Regions from separate parts of the Sus scrofa genome. Here all the other regions are linked to region 3. Evidence: chromatin contacts called from public Hi-C and promoter capture Hi-C data. All regions are on one chromosome and are shown on one strand. Each heading gives the region's core, a stretch centred on a gene start, on an enhancer-like site or on the middle of the called end of the contact. The rest is flanking DNA. Distances are from core to core; before and after follow the strand shown. Region 1 holds the start of GAB1 (GRB2-associated-binding protein 1). Region 2 holds the start of USP38 (ubiquitin carboxyl-terminal hydrolase 38). Region 3 holds the start of SCOC (short coiled-coil protein).

Evidence for each region. Promoter capture Hi-C pulls out the DNA fragments that hold promoters and counts their contacts. Hi-C and Micro-C count contacts between places; a contact is called where the count stands out from the background.
Region 1: a promoter capture Hi-C map of liver shows a contact between it and region 3, with 7 times the contacts expected there. The contact joins the promoter of GAB1 here to the promoter of SCOC in region 3. A contact is called at or near these places in 1 of 5 promoter capture datasets (liver) and 1 of 47 Hi-C or Micro-C datasets (heart right ventricle).
Region 2: a Hi-C map of liver shows a contact between it and region 3, with 9 times the contacts expected there. The contact joins the promoter of USP38 here to the promoter of SCOC in region 3. A contact is called at or near these places in 1 of 5 promoter capture datasets (liver) and 2 of 47 Hi-C or Micro-C datasets (heart right ventricle and liver).

Annotation. Positions count from the first base shown.
Region 1 is chr8:84,390,213-84,393,003 of Sscrofa11.1, reverse strand. GAB1 (GRB2-associated-binding protein 1) reads left to right here and starts at 1,493. Exons shown (of 12, transcript XM_003129177.6): 1 at 1,493-2,440. The coding sequence starts at 2,369.
Region 2 is chr8:84,599,617-84,602,316 of Sscrofa11.1, reverse strand. USP38 (ubiquitin carboxyl-terminal hydrolase 38) reads left to right here and starts at 1,273. Exons shown (of 10, transcript XM_021100666.1): 1 at 1,273-2,532. The coding sequence starts at 1,851.
Region 3 is chr8:86,689,431-86,692,130 of Sscrofa11.1, reverse strand. It overlaps SCOC (short coiled-coil protein), which reads left to right and starts at 1,440. Exons shown (of 5, transcript XM_003357017.4): 1 at 1,440-1,496; 2 at 1,498-1,636. The coding sequence starts at 1,455. It overlaps LOC110262150 (a long non-coding RNA gene), which reads left to right and starts at 1,641. Exons shown (of 2, transcript XR_002346763.1): 1 at 1,641-1,695. It overlaps LOC110262151 (a long non-coding RNA gene), which reads right to left and starts at 1,402. Exons shown (of 4, transcript XR_002346765.1): 1 at 1,198-1,402.

The DNA.
Region 1 (2,791 bases), core at 244-2,743, 2.3 Mb after region 3:
GCTTTGGTTTATTAGCTGCCATAAAAATTACACTCGTATTCTGAAAAGCCTTAAAATTTAAGAAAAACAATGAACCCTCTTGCTTGTTTTTTCTCTCTCAATCCTCCTTATCTCTTTGATTTTTCTACAAAACAAGTATAAATCTCCTCTTTCTTTACAAACACCTTTCTCATCTCTGGCTAGCTTATCTTCAAGGAAGACTTCTCTCATTCTATCTGACCTAGTCCCATCTGGTTATTCTTCCAATTTACCGTGTTTATTTTCCCCAGGGCACAACATTTATCACAATTTGTACTTGTGCTGACCCCTGTTTATCCTCTGCCACCACAGAAATGTCACCTCCATGAGTGCAGGGAACTTTGTCACCACCCAGCACCTATTTTCCTGCTATAATGGTAAACCTTTTCAAACTCAAGAGAAACTTTTGAATGCCAGTACTGTTATTAATAAGCAAGTGCCTGAGGTTAGGTTTTTCCAGAAATGTTCACTCATCTACTATTTTTAGCACTTTTATCTCATTTATTTATATTACCTTCTAAAATTTGTTTGGGGGCTTTGTTTTTCACAAATAAATTTATATTTCTATTACAGGATCGTGTCAAACTCAGGACCAGGTATCATAATTGCAATACACACACGCAAGCAAATAGAGCTAAGACGTCTAGTAAAGTTTCCCTTTTCTGGTTCAACATCCCAAGGGTAGATTTTAAACAAATCCAAAGTCAAGTGGAAGAAACTGGCTACAAGTGGAGGGAGAGTGACTTCAAAATGTCCCAGAGAGAGATTCAACCAAATCTTTGGTCCCAGTAAGAACTCCCATTACTCAGGCAAGGCTGCTCCAAGGTCCAGCCCACAGCGGCCCGAAAGGGTCCCCTTCTGATCTCCTCTCCAGACTGGGTGCCTTAGCGCGATCCCCTGCGCCCTTGTTCTCCTGGTGTCTGACCTTCAACCTCGAGGGCCGGGGCACAGGGGTCGAGGACTCTCAGGGCGCGCGGTCTCCCTCCGGCCGTCAAGTAGAGGCCCCCTCACCCCCCGCCCAAACCCCTGATTAAACAAACCGAACAAACTCCAAACTGACACTCGGCTGAGCCAACATGGCAATCCCCAGACCGAACATTCAAACGTTCCTCACTCCTTCAGCAGACCGAGCCCCGGAGCGCTACTCTCTCCGAGGCCTGGCCGCTATTCCCAGCGAGGACCCCGCGGGGGGCTCCCGGCGCCAATGCAGCCAGGCGGCCAAGGACCCCTCTCCAGCTTCCCGAACTACAGATCCCAGGGTGCCTCTCGGACTCCGGCTCCCTCCCTCTCTCGCTCCCTCCCTCCGTGCGTCTCCTCCTCCCCGGCCCTTGTTGTTTTGGCTGGAAGCGCTCCGGCGGAGTTTCAGAGAAAGTCTAGGCAGAAACCGGAGCCGGCCGAACGTGGGAAGGGGAGGAGGGAAGGGAGGAAGAGGGAGCCGGGAGGCCGAGAGAGGGAGGGATCTGGGCCGGGGGCCGGGCCGCTCGGAACCTACCGCACGCCCCGGGGTGGGGGAGGCGGCGCGGGAGGAGCGCGAGGGGACCGGACGGTGGGCTCGGTCCCCCCCAGTCTAGCCGCGGAGCTCCTCGTCTCTCCGCCTTCTTTCTCCCGCGGCGGCGGCGGCGGCGAGCGCGGACCCACCCTCCGGCTAGACCTGCGCCCTGCCCAGCGACGCCCAGCCGGCGGCTCCCTCCGTGGCTCGGGACCAGCCCCGCGCCCAGTGCCCACGGGACCCTCGCGGCTTCCCCTTTCCTCCCCGCTGCCCGGGCGCCGCGGAGAAGTGACCCACCCTCTCCCGAGGAGGAGGAGGAAGGAGAGGATCGCGCCGGGCGCCCCGAAACCCAGAGCGGGCGAGCCAGAGTGGGCGCCTCCCGGGGGCTTTGTGAGTGTGTGAGTGTGTATGTGTGTGTGCGCGTGCAGCGTCGTGTCTGTCTCGAGAGCGCTTTGGGAGGTCCTGTCCCGAGGGGGCGGAGCGCAGGGGGCCGAGGCTTGGGCTCCGCGCCGGGGCAGAGTCCCGTGGAGCCGAAGCGCGGCGGAGGCGGCCGGCAGAACGGCACGCCTGGCGGCCAGGCGGGCGCACTGAAGGAAGGCCGGGGCGCCCTCGGCCCGGCCGCGGTCCCAGCCCCGAGGTGTCGGCCTCGGCGGCGCAGCCCGATTCTACTCACGTCCAAGGACCTGCCTGCGGGGAAGAAGTTCGGACGCGTTGAGCCTGCGCGCCGCGAAGCCCGTCCGCCCGGTCCACCCCGTCCACCCGAGGTGCGCCGCAGTAGAGCAAGGTCCCCGCCTTTGCGCGACCGCCCGGCGTCGACGGTGTCGGGAGCGCGCCCGGCGCGGAGCCTGAGAAGCGCGCACCATGAGCGGCGGCGAAGTGGTCTGCTCGGGATGGCTCCGCAAGTCCCCCCCGGAGAAAAAGTTGAAGCGTTATGTAAGTAAAACTCCGCCGCTGCTCCCATCCCGGGGCGGCTCGCGCGGGCGTTGCTGCTTCCACTCAGTCCCCATCCCTTGCCCCTGGGCCCCTTCCCCGGCAGGCTTGGGACCCGGGCTGTAAGCTCCCGCCTGGCCTCCGCCTGGCCGGGGATCTTTCCTCCATCCAGATTGCAGACTTCGGCTCATCGGAAGGCCCAGCGTTGCCAGCTGAACGCCCGCTGCGTGTTTTTATTATTTTAGCGGGGGTGAGGGGAGGGCATTCTCTTTTCGTGATTTCTGCATGGAATTCTTAGGGGCTGCTGTGTAGTAAATTTCCCGCACTGGGAAAACCGCCAAGGTGTTGAACTCA
Region 2 (2,700 bases), core at 24-2,523, 2.1 Mb after region 3:
CCACTGGATACTTTAAATGAACCATTTTTTAAAGTTTGTCAGTATCACAGGCCACTAATGATTTCACAATTACATTGGTGAAGACTTAACAGGGCTATAATTAGGCAATATTTTCCAAATTAAAGGCCTCTGATTAAAGACTAAATTCTTACTGTGAATCTTTGCAGTTTAACTTGAAAGACTACAAGGAGGATGACTTCATCTGTTCTTCATTATAAACCATCTTCAGTGTTAGCATACATATAAACATTATGAAAATTTAAGCTTGTATTTTATTTTTCAAAATACTCTTTCGTTCTTTCTCACCTATCATTTACCTTACTCTACACCCATTTTCTGGACAACTTACAAATTTTCCATATGCCATAAAAGCTCATTTAAAAGAGATTTGCTGGAGTTCCCCATCTGGCTCAGTGGTAAAGAACCTTTGAACCCGACTGGGCTCCATGAGGATGCAGGTTCCATCCCTGGCCTCTTCAGTGGGTTAAGATACCCCGTTGCAGCGAGCTGTGGTGTAAGTCACAGACATAGCTCAGATCCAACTCAACGCCTAGACTGGGAACTTCCATATGCCACGGGTGTAGCCCTACAAATAAAAAAAAGAGAGAGAGAGAAAGAGATTTGCTAAAAGCTTGCTAAAGCAAACCTCTATTGACAACTGTTTCCAAATGTATACTGCCGCCAACACATCCCTTACCACAATGTAAGAGTAAAGCACTGGCATTTAAGAACCCTAGCTCATTTACTGATGAAAGATCTAAGACCTTAAACGATTTGCCTTCAATCCGAATTCTGAGTTCTTTTCCTTACTTTCTCCCCAAATGCTTTTCTACTCCTGCTTCCAAAACTTTCTCATTAACAAGATTTTACATAAATAAACTTTTATCAGCCTATCACAAGCAACCTGACCGGGACAGAACGGACAGAGATCCAGAGATCGGAAGGTGGGAATCCTAGAATCGCAGCCACTTCTAACACTTCCGCTCCTTGGCCGCTCCTCCAGAAAAGCCGCCTACCACTTACAAAGGATCCCCTGCGATGGGGGCGTCGCCGCGCGACTCCAAGAGAGGCGGCCGCGCTTGCGTAGCACCGAAGGGGCGGGGCGGGCCCCCGAGCGCAGCCCGGGAGTGTGTAAACGAGCTGGGGCGGAGAAGGAGGGTGAAGGGTGGGGCGGAGGGGCGGAGGGGCGGAGGGGCGGAGGGGCGGAGGGGCGGAGGGGCGGAGGGGCGGAGGGCGGAGGGGCGGAGGGGCGGAGGGGCGGAGGGGCGGAGGGGCGGAGGGGCGGGCCTTTCCGAAGTTCCGATTTCCTTCACTTCCTGTTTGCTGCACTTCTGCATCCGGGTCAAGGGTGTCCACCTCCACTTCTCCCCGGCAGATCCGGCACCCTCCGTGACAGCAGCTCTTGACTCTACCCAGGGCGGGTTTTATCCCGCGACCTGTTGGAGTCCGGACTCCCACATCTGCCACGGGTCGCGGAGGCGCACTTCCTCATCTTCCCGCTCTCAGCCCCGGGGCCTGAACGTCCGCCGCCTCCGGGGGGCCCCGCTGGCCTCTCCGCGCTGATGCTGAAGGGGACCGCGGGCCCGGGGCAGCGGCGGAGTGTGGGCCTCTGGCTTCTTAGGCCCACCGCTGACGGTGCCGGTTCTTACGCGCCCCAGGCTTGCCAACTCCCGCCCGGGCTTGGATGGCCCTCTCTGCCCGATAAATGAGGCTACTGAGCAGGCAGTGGCGGTGGTCGGTCCAGCTGCTGCTCTCCAAATTCACCTCCGTCCCGGGTTTCTCCAGGCACACCTCGGGGTTGTGGCTGCCCGCTCCTTACCACCTGGCCCTGGCTTTGCAGCGTGGCGACAATGGACAAGATCCTGGAGGGCCTGGTGAGCTCTTCGCACCCCCTGCCCCTAAAACGGGTGATTGTGAGGAAGGTGGTGGAGTCGGCGGAGAATTGGCTGGACGAGGCGCAGTGCGAGGCCATGTTTGACCTGACGACCCGGCTTATCTTGGAGGGCCAGGACCCCTTTCAGCGGCAAGTGGGCCACCAAGTGCTGGAGGCCTACGCGCGGTACCACCGGCCAGAATTCGAGTCCTTCTTCAATAAGACTTTCGTGCTGGGCCTCCTTCAGCAGGGCTACCACTCGCTGGACAGGAAGGACGTAGCCATCCTGGACTACATTCACAACGGCTTGAAACTGATCATGAGCTGCCCCTCGGTGCTGGACCTCTTCAGCCTGCTGCAGGTGGAGGTGCATCGGATGGTGTGTGAGAGGCCCGAGCCGCACCTGTGCGCCCGACTCAGCGACCTCCTGAGCGACTTCGTGCAGTGCATCCCCAAGGGGAAGTTGTCCATCACTTTTTGTCAACAGCTGGTTCGAACGATAGGCCACTTCCAGTGCGTGTCCACCCAGGAGAAAGAGCTGCGGGAATATGTCTCGCAGGTGACAAAAGTGAGTAACTTGCTGCAGAATATCTGGAAGGGGGAGCCCTCCACCCTGCTGCCTTCCCTGCAAGAAGTTTTTGCAAGCATTTCTTCCACAGGTAAGGGTCCTTCCACCCCAAGAAAATCTCTCTTGGAAATTTAATATGTGCCTCTCATGTACACACCGCGTTTGCTTCCCTGCTCTGAAAACATCTTAATGGGAGAACATTCTTAATACTCTCATCCATATTCCCATCCACTGCCCTATTCTGGCTGTCACGTTGGAC
Region 3 (2,700 bases), core at 191-2,690:
TGGGCACAGAGTTTCAGTTTTGCAAGATGAAAAGTTCTAGGGACTGATTGCACAAAAAGGAGAATATATTTAACGCTACTGAACAGCATACTTTAAAATGGTTTAAATGATAAATCTTTTATGCATATTTTACACTACTTAAAATTAAAAGCGGGAAAAAAACCCCAAACCTGTTCTTCTAGTGAAAAAAAAAAAAAAAAAAACCTCTCTTTTTAACGGTTCTCTTAGTCTTTGATATTCTGCAGTTTCATCATAATGTGTGCAGGTATGGAATTCCATATTTTAATCCTGCTCAAGAATAAGTACTTCTTGAATCTAATTCAAATATTTCACAACCCTGAAAAATTCTGTTATTATTCTTTGAATACTGCCCACACCCATTCTCTCTCATTTTGTCCCTATTAGATTTACGTTGGATCTTATTTTCCACTTATTAGCTCCTACATTGCATTCTCCTCATGGTGTGTAAATTTTCATCATGGTGTGTATCTTAATTCTGGTCAAGGCACAGTTTTCAAACACTGAAGGAATTTTTAAAATATATTCCTTAAAAGAAGTAAGGCTCTATCTTAGCAAACTGTTTTCAAACACTGAATGGAATTTTTAAAATATATTTCTTAAAAGAGGTAAGGCTCTATCTTAGCAAACTGTGCTAGAAGTCAGTCAAGAAATAGGAAGACGCATGGCTCACCTTTATAACTCAGAAGAATGTGTCAAAGCAAAAACAATAACAAATATTAAAAACAAGCAGGATGCTGCTTTGTGTCAAGTGCCAGGTATCTGTGAATGGTATAAAGCCAGATTACATTACATCACAAAGCCTGGCACACAGCATTTCACACTGTGTCTATACCTTGAGCAGGACATTTATTTACTCTTAAGTTTCATTTTATGGGTTGCGGTGAGGATCAAATGGGATAAAGTGATCAAAAGGGCTATACACCAAAATAGTACTATGATATTTTCTCAATCCTAAAATATGAATAAATGGTCAGGCGCACTGTGAATTTTGTAACAGTTTGGGTAAGATGCTGTGAGGTACAATCCATTAGGGGAGCACTTAATGGGAAATTTAAAAATATGGAAAAGTCTGCTTTTAGAATTGAAGAACCTCAGTACTTTTCCCTTTATGTTCACACTTGCCCTCTTCTTGATATTGAATGATTTCTCTCTTGCCCAGTGTTCGATTTTACCAACCTCCTGCCTGACAGCTGACAGAATTCGCCACACTCCCTTCCTGGCCTCATTTTCAGGGTCCTGCTGAAACTGAAGAGCGGCTTGTCTCAGGTTGGCTTTCACACGCTTAGTTTAGCTCCTGTACTGTCATTGGGTGTTGCGATTCCTGGACCCGCCCACAACTTCCTCAATTCTGATTGGATGCCGGTGTCCTTTTGTTATGGCAAAAGGTGGATCCCGGGGCTTTGAGATTGGACAACTGGGGCGTCGGGCAGCGAATGCGCAGGCGTGACTTCTTGAGTGGGGATTGGCTGACGACGGGGGCGAGACGGGGCGGGCCTCCCGCCTCGGCGCACGCTCTGTGGGCAGAGAGGGCGGGGCTGCTAGTGCCAGTCGACCCAAGTATCCCGGCCTGAGGCGTCCTCCCGATCCCTCCCCCTGCCGGCGCCTCTAACGGCAGGTGAGGGCCGTCGTGGGCCGCGGAGGGCCTAACCCCGGGCTGCTGGCGTTGGGGCCTCGGTATCGCCGAGGGCCTGGAGGGCGGGGCGGGCTGGATGCCGCCTGGCGCTTCGGGGACTTGGGAAGAGCATCTTACGGCCGGGGCATCTGCCGGTCGACTGGGGCCTGGCTCCCTGCAAACCCCTGCGCAACCTTTTTCTCATCGTCTCATTATTGGGCCCAGAGGTTCCTTTGTTGGGGGCCACCCTCCTTCCCTGGGGCGGACCTTTCCCCGCAGCTCCTGAGTCCAAGGCCTCTGTCCAAATCCTGGCCTGAAATGGGACCGCTGGAGGGGCGTTCGGGTGGGATGAGACCAGGCACGCCTGGACTTGACCGCGGCTGCTCTGCAGCGATGGGGGAGAGGACGCCGAGGCGCGGGGAGGGAAGCGAGGGAGCGGTAAAACAAGGGCTGGCGACATCCTTTCAGGGGCTGAAACCAGCCATTGGCTTGATGTTTCAATGGGCTACTCTTCAGGGTCCTGCTGGACAAGTTCGGGGGAGTTAGGGTTGGAAAGGAGAAACCGGAGACATTCCTGAAAGGGAAGACTTTTGTTGTTCAGTGTTTTGTTCCAGTACTATGACGTAATAGTTTTAAGGACAGATGCTGTGCTCTTTTCCCAACACTGTATCTGTACCTGAGGCTCCAAAGCTATGCCTGTGTATTCTGTGCCTATACTTACTCATTGATTAAACTCAGTATAGCTAGCCACGCTGGGGATCTAGTTTATGATCAATTCCTTAACCTGATGGAATTTAAAATTAGACTTACCTAACCACAACAAGTCAATCTGAAGGGATCTGAACAAGCGTTGCTGAAAGTAGATGCAGCTTGAAGGGAATGAAATTTGCCTTCAGTTGCTTAGATAATAGAAATATCAAAGGAATTTGACATCAAACTTTGCAGAATGTTTGGCACATTTAGTTTAGGGTCGTATTAATGTGTCTTCCATTGCATCGGGAAAAAGCAGGGACTTCATGTTAGACCTGAGTTCAAATTCTTGATTGTTCACATTTGTAAATTGCAAT